Linked DNA regions of Sus scrofa: regions 2 and 3 are each linked to region 1. A link is a contact called in public Hi-C and HiChIP or PLAC-seq data. All regions are on one chromosome and are shown on one strand. Each heading gives the region's core, a stretch centred on a gene start, on an enhancer-like site or on the middle of the called end of the contact. The rest is flanking DNA. Distances are from core to core; before and after follow the strand shown. Region 1 has its middle 13 kb from the start of HSDL2. Region 2 overlaps C1H9orf84. Region 3 overlaps C1H9orf84.

Region 1 (3,759 bases), core at 491-2,990:
CAACAGTCAAAGGAAAAAAAAATCCATAAAATACGTTAAACAGATATTATACCAAAGAAGATTCATGACTGGCCAGTAAAATATGAGATGATATTCAACTGTATTCAACTATATTGATGATAATCAATAAATGAAAATGGAGGCGGAGTTCCTGTCATGGTACAGTGGAAACGAATCTGACTAGGTACACTGAGGTTGCAGGTTCGATCCCTGGCCTCATTCAGTGGGTTAAGGATCCGGCGTTGCCATGCACAACATAGGTCGTAGGTACCTTTGAGGCTCGGATCTGGCGTTGCTGTGGCTCTGGCATAGGCTGGCAGCAACAGTTCCGATTAGACCCCTAGCCTGGAAACCTCCATATGTCGCAGGTGTGGCTCTAAAAGGACAAAAAGACAAAAAACAAAAACAAAACAAACAAACAAAAAAACAAAAAAAACACCACAAACGAAAATTAAGGGCACATAAGATACTTCTAAACTCAATGGCAAAATTTTAAAATTGTACCATACCAATTAGGGTATGAGCAACAGGAGCTTGCAAACACTTCATAATAGCGGTAGTGAAAATTGACAAAAATCTCTTTGCAAACATAGTAAAGATGAAGATTAGCCAATTCCATGACTCTGCAATTCTACTTCTGAACATATAACCTAGATTATAGGGCCTAGAGAAAGCTCTATGAGTGCCTTGGGGGATAGGTACAAGAATATCCATTGAAAAATTATTTATAATAGCACAACAACAAGGAGAAATTAGAAACCACTCAAATAAAGAGAATGGGTAAATTGTGGCATATTCTTATAGAAGAGAAATACTGCATGACATTAAAAATTAATGAACTACAGGGAATTAGTCACAGAATCATAATATTGAGTGAAAGAATCAAGTGGCAGAAGAATATTAAAAATATTACGCTACTTATATAGCGTGCACATAGTTTAGGAATTTGCACAAACGTTTCACAACTGCAAAAGAGCAGGGGTATGATTAACCTTCAGTTTTCCCTTTGATAATTTCTCAATATCTTCTTGGTGGTCATTTTATGATTATGCTTTACAATTTACATAAGTAGAAGTTCCTGTTGTGGCTCAGTGGTAATGAACCCGACTGGTATCCATGAGGAGGCGATTCGATTCCTAACCTCACTCGGTGGATTAAGGATCCGGTGTTGCGTGAGCTATGGTGTAGGTCGCAGACACGGCTCAGATCCTGTGTTGCTGTGGCTCTGGCGTAGGCTTGCAGCTATAGCTCTGATTCGACCCCCTAGCCTGAGAACTTCCATATGCCGTGGAAAAAAGACAAAATAATAATAATAATAATAACTTACATAAGTAGTATATATGTTTATTAACATTTTTATTTTGAAAAAAAATTTAGACATCCAGAAAAACTGTAAAATTTCTACAGTGCATTCTTCTGAATACCCTCTGTCCAGGTTTCCTTAATGCTAATCTCTTGCGTAACCAAAGTGCAATGATCAAAACTAAGAAATTAATAATAATACAATTTTATGAAATAAACTACAGACTTTCTTTGTGGTAGGGAGAATTCTAGAGGTTTTCCCACCTTCCCTCCAACAATATTCCCATCCCCTGGTTATTTAAATACTGTTTTAAATAATTATAAATACCGTTGTGAAGGGATTTTGCAAGTGTAATTCAAGTTTCACGTTAGTCGACTTCAGGAAACAGATTGCTTGACTCAGATAAGAGCCCTTAAAAGCAGAAGCTTTCTCTGGCTGATGGCAGAAGAGGAAGGCAGAAGGAGAAGTCAGAGATATTCAAAGTGTGAGAAGCCTAGCCTTACCAATACTGCTTTGAAAATGGAAGGGACCAACTAAGAAGGAATGCAGGTAGCCTCAAGGAACCTAGGGTGATCCCTGGCTGATAGCCAGCAAAGAAACAGGGATCTGGGATCTACAGTTATGAGGAACTGGAGTCTTACAAGGTGAAAAGCTTGGGAGCTCACTTCCCAGACACTCCAGATAAAAGCCTAGGCCGTACCACATCTTCTTTATCCATTGGTACATATATTTAATGGAATATTACTCAGTCACAGAAAGAAATGAAATAATGCCATTTTCAGCAACGTGGATGGATCTAGAGATGATTATACTAAGTGAAGTTAGTGAAAACAAACATATGATATCACTTATATGTAGAATCTAAAAAAAGGGTAAAAAGAAACGTATTTGCAGAACAGAAACAGACTTCGAAAGCAAACTTAACTGGTTACCAAAGGGGACAGGTGGGAGGCAGGGGAGGATGGACTGGGGGTTTGGGACTGGCATATGCACACTGTGGTATATGGAATGGTTAGCCAACAGGGACGTGCTGCACAGTACAGAGAACTCTACCCAATACTCTGTGATAATCTATAAAGGAAAAGAATCTGGAAGATAATGGAAGTGTGGATACGTGTAACTGAGTCACTTTGTTGTACAGCAGAAATGATCACAACATTTCACATCAACTATACTTCAGTAAAACTTAAAAAAAAGCCTAGGCTGGCCAACACCTGAACATCAGCATCGTGAGACCCAGTCAAGCCTGTGCAGGCTTCTATAGAACCTGGAGATAACAGATGTGTGTTGTTTGGTTTTGTTTGGTTTATGGCCGACGTCACAGCCTATGGAAGTTCCTGGGCCAGGGATTGAATCCAAGCCTTTCCAATCAGATTCTTACCCCATTGTGCACATCTCTATCAATTTATAAGTACTTCTTTACTTTTTAGCACCTCAAGATCTTCTAGGCTCATCTAGTATTTTGCTTCTGCAGCACTGGAATCCATAACTTTTCTGAGGAGTCCTGGTTCAGTTTATTGGACAATAGTATTTAGAAACTAAAATGTGGGCATAAGTAAATGGGGTGTCATTGTTCAGCCCTCCCAGCAGATAAAGACTGGAAATATTGGTATGAAAAGTAATCCATGCCTACAAACATACATTTATATATTTTTAAAAAATTTTTAAATTAAAAGTATGGCTTCTGCTCTATAGCAAAGTGACCCAGTCATACATATATATATACATATTCCTTTTCTCATATTATATTCCATCATGTTCTATCACAAGACCCTGGATATAGTTCCCTGTGCTTTACAATAGGACCTCATTGCTTATCCATTCTAAAAATAACAGTTTGCATCTACTAACCCCAAACTCCCAGTCCATCCCACTCCCTCCCCTCCACACATCTATATTTAATTCTGCCATATTGTATATTATAGAATAGATTGAGATCCCTGTGTGAAGGATCTTCTCATCATTTTTTTTTAATGGCCACACCCATAGCATGTGGAAGTTCACAGGCCAGGGACCGAATCCAAGCCACAGCTGTGAACTATGTTGCAGTTGTGGCAACACCAGATTCTTTAACCCACTGTGTGGGTCAAGGATTGAATGCGTGCCTCTGCAGTGACCCAAGCTACCGCAGTCGGATTCCTAACCTACTGTACCGAAGAGAAAACTCCTGCATCTTCTCATCTTAATAAGAGTGGAAAGGAGTTCCCGTCGTGGCGCAGTGGTTAATGAATCCGACTAGGAACCAGGAGGTTGCGGGTTCGGTCCCTGCCCTTGCTCAGTGGGTTAACGATCCGGCGTTGCCGTGAGCTGTGGTGTAGGTTGCAGACGTGGCTCGGATCTCACATTGCTGTAGCTCTGGCGTAGGCCGGAGGCTACAGCTCCGATCTGACCCCTAGTCTGGGAATCTCCAAATGCCGAGGGAGCGGCCCAAGAAATAGCAAAAAGACAAAAATAAA
Region 2 (3,795 bases), core at 91-2,590, 570 kb after region 1:
AACAGTATTTTTAAATGTTAACAGTATTCGGGTAACATTTCACCATATCCTTATTTTCTTCCAATGCATGGCGCAGCTTTTAATCTTATTTATGTATCATAAATTTCCCAGTTAATACTGTTTTTTATTTAAAGCACACTCATAAATGTGTTGTTGATCTGAAATACACTGCTAGGTATTTCTCCAGCAAAGATGAGTTTATTTGGGATCAACAGAGAATTGCAGTTCTGGGTTAGCAGCCATGGTGAGTCGTGTGCAAGTCCTCCCCTGGCAAGGGAAGGATAACTCTTTTATAGAGGGGGAAGGAAACTAGGAAGGTAAAGTACACAGAGGCCCTGGCTTTTTATTGGTTGAGTTCTTACCTAGAAAGAAGAGGTGTCTTTCTTCTTCTGATGGGCTCTGCTGTCATAGCAGAGCATGAGAGCTTCTCCTGCTGGTCTCCCAACCCTTATGATAAGGTTTTTATATATATTTCAAAACTATTGATTTTCCAATTTTTACCAGACACCTTAGTGAACTCCTTAATTGTTTTCATTTATTTATGTTGGGTTTTCTAAGACAAAAGTATCTTGTGCAAAGAACACATCTATCTACTTTCTTGTCAGTAGACCTTTTTTCTTCTTCTTTTCATAGTTAACTAGCCAGAATTTTGTTTCTTCATGACAATTTAACACTCCTTTACAATAGAGGAAAACAGTCTCCTTATATCTGTGTTGGCACATACACTAGTGGTAAGAGTGTAAAAATCCAGGACAAGTTGTATAGCTATAAGAAGGTAAGTAGGTAGCATCCTTGGTAAAACAACCTTTGTGTAGTTATAAAGAACATTGGTTATGGTGTGATGCTGCCCTCAAGTGGCTCCATCAAAAAAGGGTAGTTGGAAAACAAGACCTCATAAGTGATAAATGCCCTCCTGGATTCCCAGAAGTACTAGGATGAGCCTGTAGAAAGGAAAGATGACTAGGTCTGTTTTGGAAGTGGGAGGTGAAGATGGAAATATAAATGAATGCCCTTTGGGTTTTTACTGTTAATATGACTTTATTAATACCTACAGATTGGATATATGAATGAACCATCTTTAAATTGTCTCAAGTAAACCCTGCTTAGTTATGGAACAGATTGGCTAGCTTTCTTTGGTGTATCATGGGAAGTTCTTGGCCCGTGATGGTTGGGAATTTAACAGATTCCCATAAATAGTCTCTCAGGAGGTTAGTTTTTATAACAAGTTCTTTTTTGGCATTTTAAGTTATCCCCAGGCAAAGGGATGGCCCTGCCTGCCTGCTCTACACCACAGATTTATTAAGCACACACATATACCAATGACGTATTTGGTCATTAGAGACATCACTTCATGTTATTCCTCCCTCATGGCATTCTAAAGTTGCTTAACTGAGAGGCCATTGCCCAGAACAAGAGACTATTACTTCCCCTTCAAGGTGACTTTTGCTTTGGGGAACTTGGCTTTCTGAGCAGTTTGTCATTTTCCTTTTTCTCTTTCCACTCAGAGACTATTGAGGAATGGAGGTAGGTTTTACCTTCCCTCCCTGAGCCCAGAAACTGTTAAAGCACTGACACTATTAGCTGAGCTTCTAAAGTAACTCAAACATGGTAGGGTGGGGGTAGAGAGGAAAAACCTTTTCCAGCAACTTACTGTTAGGAGTATGTTTCCTAATAGGTCCGATATATCACATTTCTGTGGTAGCTATTTTGCTATATTAGTTGTCATTGTAATTAGTTTTTTGGTTTTGGTTTGTTTTGTTTGTTTGTTTGTTTGTTTTTTGCTTTTTAGGGCCATGCTTGCAGCATATGGAAGCTCCCAGGCTACAGGTTGAATCAGAGCTACAACTGCCAGCTTACACTACAGCCACAGCAACCTAGGATCCAGGCCACCTCTGTGACCTATACCACAACTCATGGCAATGCTGGATCCCCACTGGCCTACAGAGCAAGGCCAGGGATTGAACCCTCATCCTCATGGATACTAGTTGGATTCATTTCCTCTGCCTCACAAAGGGAACTCCCTGTAATTAGTTTTAAATCAAACATGTTTGAACAAACTTTAGAGTGCTAGAATCAGAATTGGTCTCACTTGTAAGCTTTGTAGACCACCTCCATTCCCTACATGTCTGTCTCAGGATGAACTGGAGAATTTAAAAGGTAAAATCGGAGTTCCTGTGGTGGTGCAGTGGTTAACGAATCCGACTAGGAACCATGAGGTTGCGGGTTCAATCCCTGCCCTTGCTCAGTGGGTTAACAACCCGGCGTTGCCGTGAGCTGTGGTGTAGGTTGCAGACGCGGCTCGGATCCCGTGTTGTTGTGGCTCTGGCGTAGGCTGGTGGCTACGGCTCCGATTAGACCCCTAGCCTGGGAACCTCCATATGCCGCGAGAGAAGCCCAAGAAATGGCAAAAAGACAAAAAACAACAACAACAACAACAACAAAAGGTAAAATCATGCAGAGGAGAAAGGACTAGGTGGGCAAAAGTCGAATGCTTTTTTTTTCTTTACAATTTTGCTGAGGCTCTCCAGCTATTTGAGGCATGAGGCCATAAGAGATTTTTCCTCCATTGATTACATTAATTTTGTTGGAAAAAAATACGAGCCATTACAACTATTTCAGGATATTTGGTTACTACTCAGTATACTAAATAATACTAAGTTTTATTGAGCTTCTTTCCACCTATGTACCCAAGTACTATGCTACATACTTTATTTGCACAATAAAATGACGAACTAAAAAATGTAAAATATGTTTGAAAACCCAACTGTATCTGATGGCTGACTATAGTAACTACCTGGATCCTTTTGTATAACTTTTAGATTTTTTTTTTGATGCCTTTATATTTCTTATTTATTTCAGATTTGTCTATTGATGAAGAAATAATTTTTGTAAATAATTTGATGGCCTATAAAAGTCAGCTACCAACTTTGCAGACTCTGTTGAGTAGGCTAAAACTATTTTTAGTAAAGGACCCTCTCTTAGATTTCAAAGGACAGATCTTCACTGCAACTAATTTTTTCAGGTACCTAATTGCCCAGTGTTGTAAATATTTTTAAGAGGAGAAAATATTTTTTGTATGCTCATGAGTCTAGATGTTATTAATCATAATATTTTATGATTGCTTTACTGCAGCCCTAGTTTTTGTCACTATGAATTTTGATTGACTGCATTTAATATGTACCTTGTTTTTAGTAAACCCTAATTTAATGTTTTATTTTTTGTTAGGGAGTGTTTCTCTTTTCAAGGAGATTTGAAAGATTTTTTGAAAGAAGATTTTTACATGGATAAAGAGAACTTCTCTCAGAAGAAGTTAGAAGATTCAGTAGGTTTAAAAAAGGCTGTAATATTCGTTTTCCGTAATTTTTAAATGAAAGTCCGTAAATCACACTTATATAAATTGTAGTAATATATACTTATCATCTATTATTGTCAAGTTTAAAAGACTTGATAATGGATTTTACATGTATCAATTAAGGAGTAAATTTTCTTCAAAGATAGAAGGATACACATCGGAATTACTTGGGGAATTTTAATAAAATTCTGCATCCTGGATCCTACTCCAATATATTCTGATTTAATTGGGCTGGTGTGCAGCCCAGGTATAGGGAATTTAAAAACCACTCCCAATTATTTTAATCGATATACCTGGTATAGGACATTAAATCATTTTATATATATATATATATATATATATATATATATACACACACACACATATATATACATATATATGTATATACACACACACACACATATATACACACACATATATATATATATAAATGGCCTTAAGGC
Region 3 (3,635 bases), core at 789-3,288, 600 kb after region 1:
TAGTAACCTTTAGGATGTGGGTTTGATCCCTGGCCCTGCTCAGTGAATGCGGCCTTGCCATAAGCTGTGGTGTAGGCTGCAGACGCCGCTTGGATCTGGTGTTGCTATGGCTGCTGTGTTGGCCAGCAGCTGCAGCTGCAGCTGCAGCTCCGATTTGACCCCTAGCCTAGAAACTTCCATACACTGTAGGTGCGGCCGTAAAAAGACCAAAAATAAAAAATAAAAATAAAAAGATCAGAAAAGTAGTGAAGGAAAACTTAACTGCCTCTGCTTTGACTTTTATTTCCTTTTAGGTTTTACCATGGCGTTTCTAAAAGAATAAAAAGACACGCTTTTCTCTTTTTTCCTACTTTTTTTTTTTAAACAGGATATTTGTCAAATGCAAAAGATATCTACAAAAGCATTTTAGGCTCCTATTTGGATGACATTTGGCGACAACTGGAGATTGTACGGTTTATTAGGGAAAAAAAGCCTGATACCAACTACAGGTTACAAGAATTGCAAAGTCAGATACTAAATTGGATGCAAAGTGAACAGCAAATTAAGGTTAGTACTGAAATAAAGCAGATAACAACAATCAGCTTAAATAAGAATTGGATAGAAGATAAAATTTTGTATTTAACTTGAAATTATGAAATAGTTTTTATTTCAGTATACTATTTGGTCCTTTGAGAAGTTTTCACCTTAAGTAAGTTAACAGGACAGAATCAGACCCAGAGAAAGTATCATTTGTATCATTATTCATATGTCTTGAGTTTTAAAAATACTTTAATTTTATTATACACAGTGTTCTATGGATTAGTCCTTCAAATCTCAAAAATTTTGTATTCTACTTAAAAGTTCATGAACATATACCCACAATAAAACTATAATAATTAATTTTTAGATATTGAGCCAGAATCTGATACAATTCTTTTTTTAAAAAAGCAGTTCATTCATTCCTTGGATTATATTGGAAATTTTTGCCCACTCTCCCTCAAGCATTGAAAGAAGTTTGCATGGGAGTTCTCTTGTAGTATAGTGGGTTAAGGATCCAGTGTTGTCACTGCAGTGGCTTGGGTTTGATCCCTGGCCCAGGAACTTCCATGTGCTGCAGGCATGGCAAAAAAAAAAAAAAAAAAAAAAAAAAAAAAAAAAAAAAAAAATTTCATAAATAAAGATTTAAGAGAAAATACTTTTTAAAATCTTTTAAAGCAGAAAAGCATCTGAAATGCTTTACACTAAATATGCAAATAAATTTGGCCTTTTTCTTCGTTTTTCTCTCTCTCCCTCCTACTCTATGGTTACTTGGGTAACTTGCTTAAGTCTTTAAAGTGTATTAAACCAATTAGTAAGAAATTTAGAAGTGGGGAGTTATGTCGGCATCATGACAGGATGAGATGCTCTCTTTGTCTCTCCCCTTCAATCTACAACCAGTAAAACATCCACAACTCAACAAAAGTGCCTCTGCCCAACACACCAGAACACTGGAGCATTCTACACATCTATACATCTCAAGGTGGGTGGAATGGAATACATAGAAGAGGTAGAACTTGGGGATCAGCATAGTCAGTCACTGCAGTTCTAGCCCCTGGGCTGTGGCAGCTGAGCCCACAGACCCAGAGAACCCAATAGCAGCAAGGGTGGTAGCACACATGACCCCAGCCTCCCACTTGCAATGGAGCCAGCAGCCACAAATAACTGGGCAGTAGTGGCAACAAAAGCCTGTTACACACTCCAGCTGCAGAGGGGCCCGCAACTCTGGCTACCCACCCTCCAGCTGCAGTAGGCGAGCCCAGAAACCTGACAAGACCAGACCAGGCAGAGGTGCACGTGATCCTACGTCCTACCCCCTGCTGTCCTCCCCACCACAGTGACAGAGCCTGTGACTAAGGGGATCCCAGATGAGGCCACCAACTTGGTACCTCAGGCAGTGACACCAGTGATTCCAGCAACAGCAAGGCACCAACAACCCTGGAGGCACAAGCAGTGATAACTTATGCCCTGGGTGACAGTTCTGACAGAGACTTTGCGGGGCAGAAAGTGCCAATACAACCAGAGGCAGCCCAGGTAACAGGAACCAAAAACTTGTTCTATGGTGCCACCTACTGGAAAATAAAAGAAAGGCCTCTAATTTGTGAATTGTTCATTAGAATCAAGTAAAAACAATTATTTTTACCTAAAGAAGAAAGTTGTTCACTACTTCAAATGTGCCAGCTGAGGAACAACTTATCAAGCATCATGAAGAACTACAGTAACACTGAATCACAAAAACGAAATGACAGTTCACCAGAAACCAAACTTAAAGTCATGGAATATTGCAGTCTGACTGATAGAGAATTCAACATAGCTGTCATGAAGAAATTCAACAAGGCACAAGAAAACTCAAAGAGGAAGTTATATGAGCTCAGGAATAAAATTAATGAACAGAAGAACAAAGAGCCTGAAACTAAAAAAGAACCAAATTCTGGAGCTGAGGAACTCAATAAATGAGATGAAGATAGCATTAGAAAGCATTGAAAATAGAGCATATCATATAGAAGAGAGAATTAGTGAGCTCAAAGATAAAAATCTAGAAATGATACAGGTAGAAAAGAGAAAAGAATTAAGACCTTAAAAAAAGGGAGTTCCTGGAGTTCCCATCGTGGTGCAGCGGAAACAAATCCAACTAGGGACCATGAGGTTACAGGTTCAATCCCTGGCCTCACTCAGTGGGTTAAAGATCCGGCTTTGCCTTGAGCTGTGGTGCAGGTTGCAGACATGGCTCGGATCTGATGCGGCTGTGGCTGTAGCTGTGGTGTAGGCCAGCAGCTATAGCTTCAATTTGACTGCTAGCCTGGGAACCTCCACATGCCGCAAGTGCAGTCCTAAAAAAGCAAAAAAAAAAAAAAAAAAAAAAAAAAAAAGATCTTAAAAAAGAGAAAATTCTATGAAAGCTATCTGACTCTTTTAGGAAGAGCAACATTAGAGTAAAGGTTATCCCAGAAGGAGATGAAACAGAGAAGGTATCATAGAGTTTATTTAAAGAAATCATAGTTGAAAACTTCCCAAATCTGGAAAGGGAACAGGATATACAAGTCTTTGAAGCTAAGGAGAACACCAAATTACCTCAATGCAAAAAGATCTTCTCCATGACACTGTCAAAAGTCAATAAAAAAAGAATTTTAAATGCAGCCAGTGAAAAAAGGTTGGCAACCTACAAAGGAATATCTTTTAAGCTCTCAGCAGATTTCTCAGCAGAAATCTCATAGGCCAGGAGGAAGTAGAATGACATTCTCAAAATACTGAAAGACAAAAATGGTCATGCAAGAACACTAACAAAATGATAATTCAGACATGAAGGAAAAATATGGGTTTTCCTAGACAAACAAAAGCTGAGGAATTTTATCAGTGCTAGCCCTGCTTTATAAGAAATGTTGAAAAGGAGCTCTTCTACCAGAAACAAAAAGGCAAAAGTACATACAACTTCAAGTAAGGTAATAAATAGACAAGGAGAAGCAGAAAATTGCAACTCTATCAAAAAAGGTTTTTAAGCACTTTATTGTATCAGGAAAGAAACTATGGCAACTTCAACTTGGTAATGAACACAATATAAAAAGGGATAATTCGGAGTTCCCGTCGTGGCGCAGTGGTTAACGAATCCGACTAGGAACCAT

The links. A called contact is a pair of places that touch in the nucleus more often than the background predicts. HiChIP or PLAC-seq counts read pairs in DNA pulled down with a chosen protein or histone mark.
Region 2: a contact with region 1 is called in a Hi-C map of alveolar macrophages, with 2.5 times the contacts expected there. The contact joins two enhancer-like sites. A contact is called at or near these places in 1 of 5 promoter capture datasets (fetal skeletal muscle), 13 of 47 Hi-C or Micro-C datasets (alveolar macrophages, brain, embryonic fibroblasts and 8 more) and 2 of 2 datasets of contacts at active chromatin or transcription factors (alveolar macrophages and skeletal muscle).
Region 3: a contact with region 1 is called in an H3K27ac HiChIP or PLAC-seq map of alveolar macrophages. The contact joins two enhancer-like sites. A contact is called at or near these places in 3 of 5 promoter capture datasets (fetal liver, fetal skeletal muscle and liver), 4 of 47 Hi-C or Micro-C datasets (embryonic fibroblasts, mesenteric adipose tissue, retroperitoneal adipose tissue and 1 more) and 2 of 2 datasets of contacts at active chromatin or transcription factors (alveolar macrophages and skeletal muscle).

The regions. Positions count from the first base shown.
Region 1 is chr1:253,109,167-253,112,925 of Sscrofa11.1, reverse strand. No RefSeq gene overlaps it. Among named protein-coding and RNA genes, the nearest start is that of HSDL2, 13 kb to the left of the region's middle. Within about 2 kb of position 1,740, at least 2 of the 83 cell types and tissues checked have an H3K27ac peak or open chromatin away from gene starts, as enhancers often do. A contact at or near this core is called in alveolar macrophages, where this site is marked.
Region 2 is chr1:252,538,321-252,542,115 of Sscrofa11.1, reverse strand. C1H9orf84 reads left to right here. Exons shown (of 26, transcript XM_021085151.1): 4 at 2,860-3,022; 5 at 3,226-3,322. Among named protein-coding and RNA genes, the nearest start is that of C1H9orf84, 15 kb to the left of the region's middle. Within about 2 kb of position 1,340, at least 4 of the 83 cell types and tissues checked have an H3K27ac peak or open chromatin away from gene starts, as enhancers often do. A contact at or near this core is called in alveolar macrophages, where this site is marked.
Region 3 is chr1:252,511,559-252,515,193 of Sscrofa11.1, reverse strand. It overlaps C1H9orf84, which reads left to right. Exons shown (of 26, transcript XM_021085151.1): 15 at 368-546. Among named protein-coding and RNA genes, the nearest start is that of C1H9orf84, 42 kb to the left of the region's middle. Within about 2 kb of position 2,038, at least 1 of the 83 cell types and tissues checked has an H3K27ac peak or open chromatin away from gene starts, as enhancers often do. A contact at or near this core is called in alveolar macrophages, where this site is marked.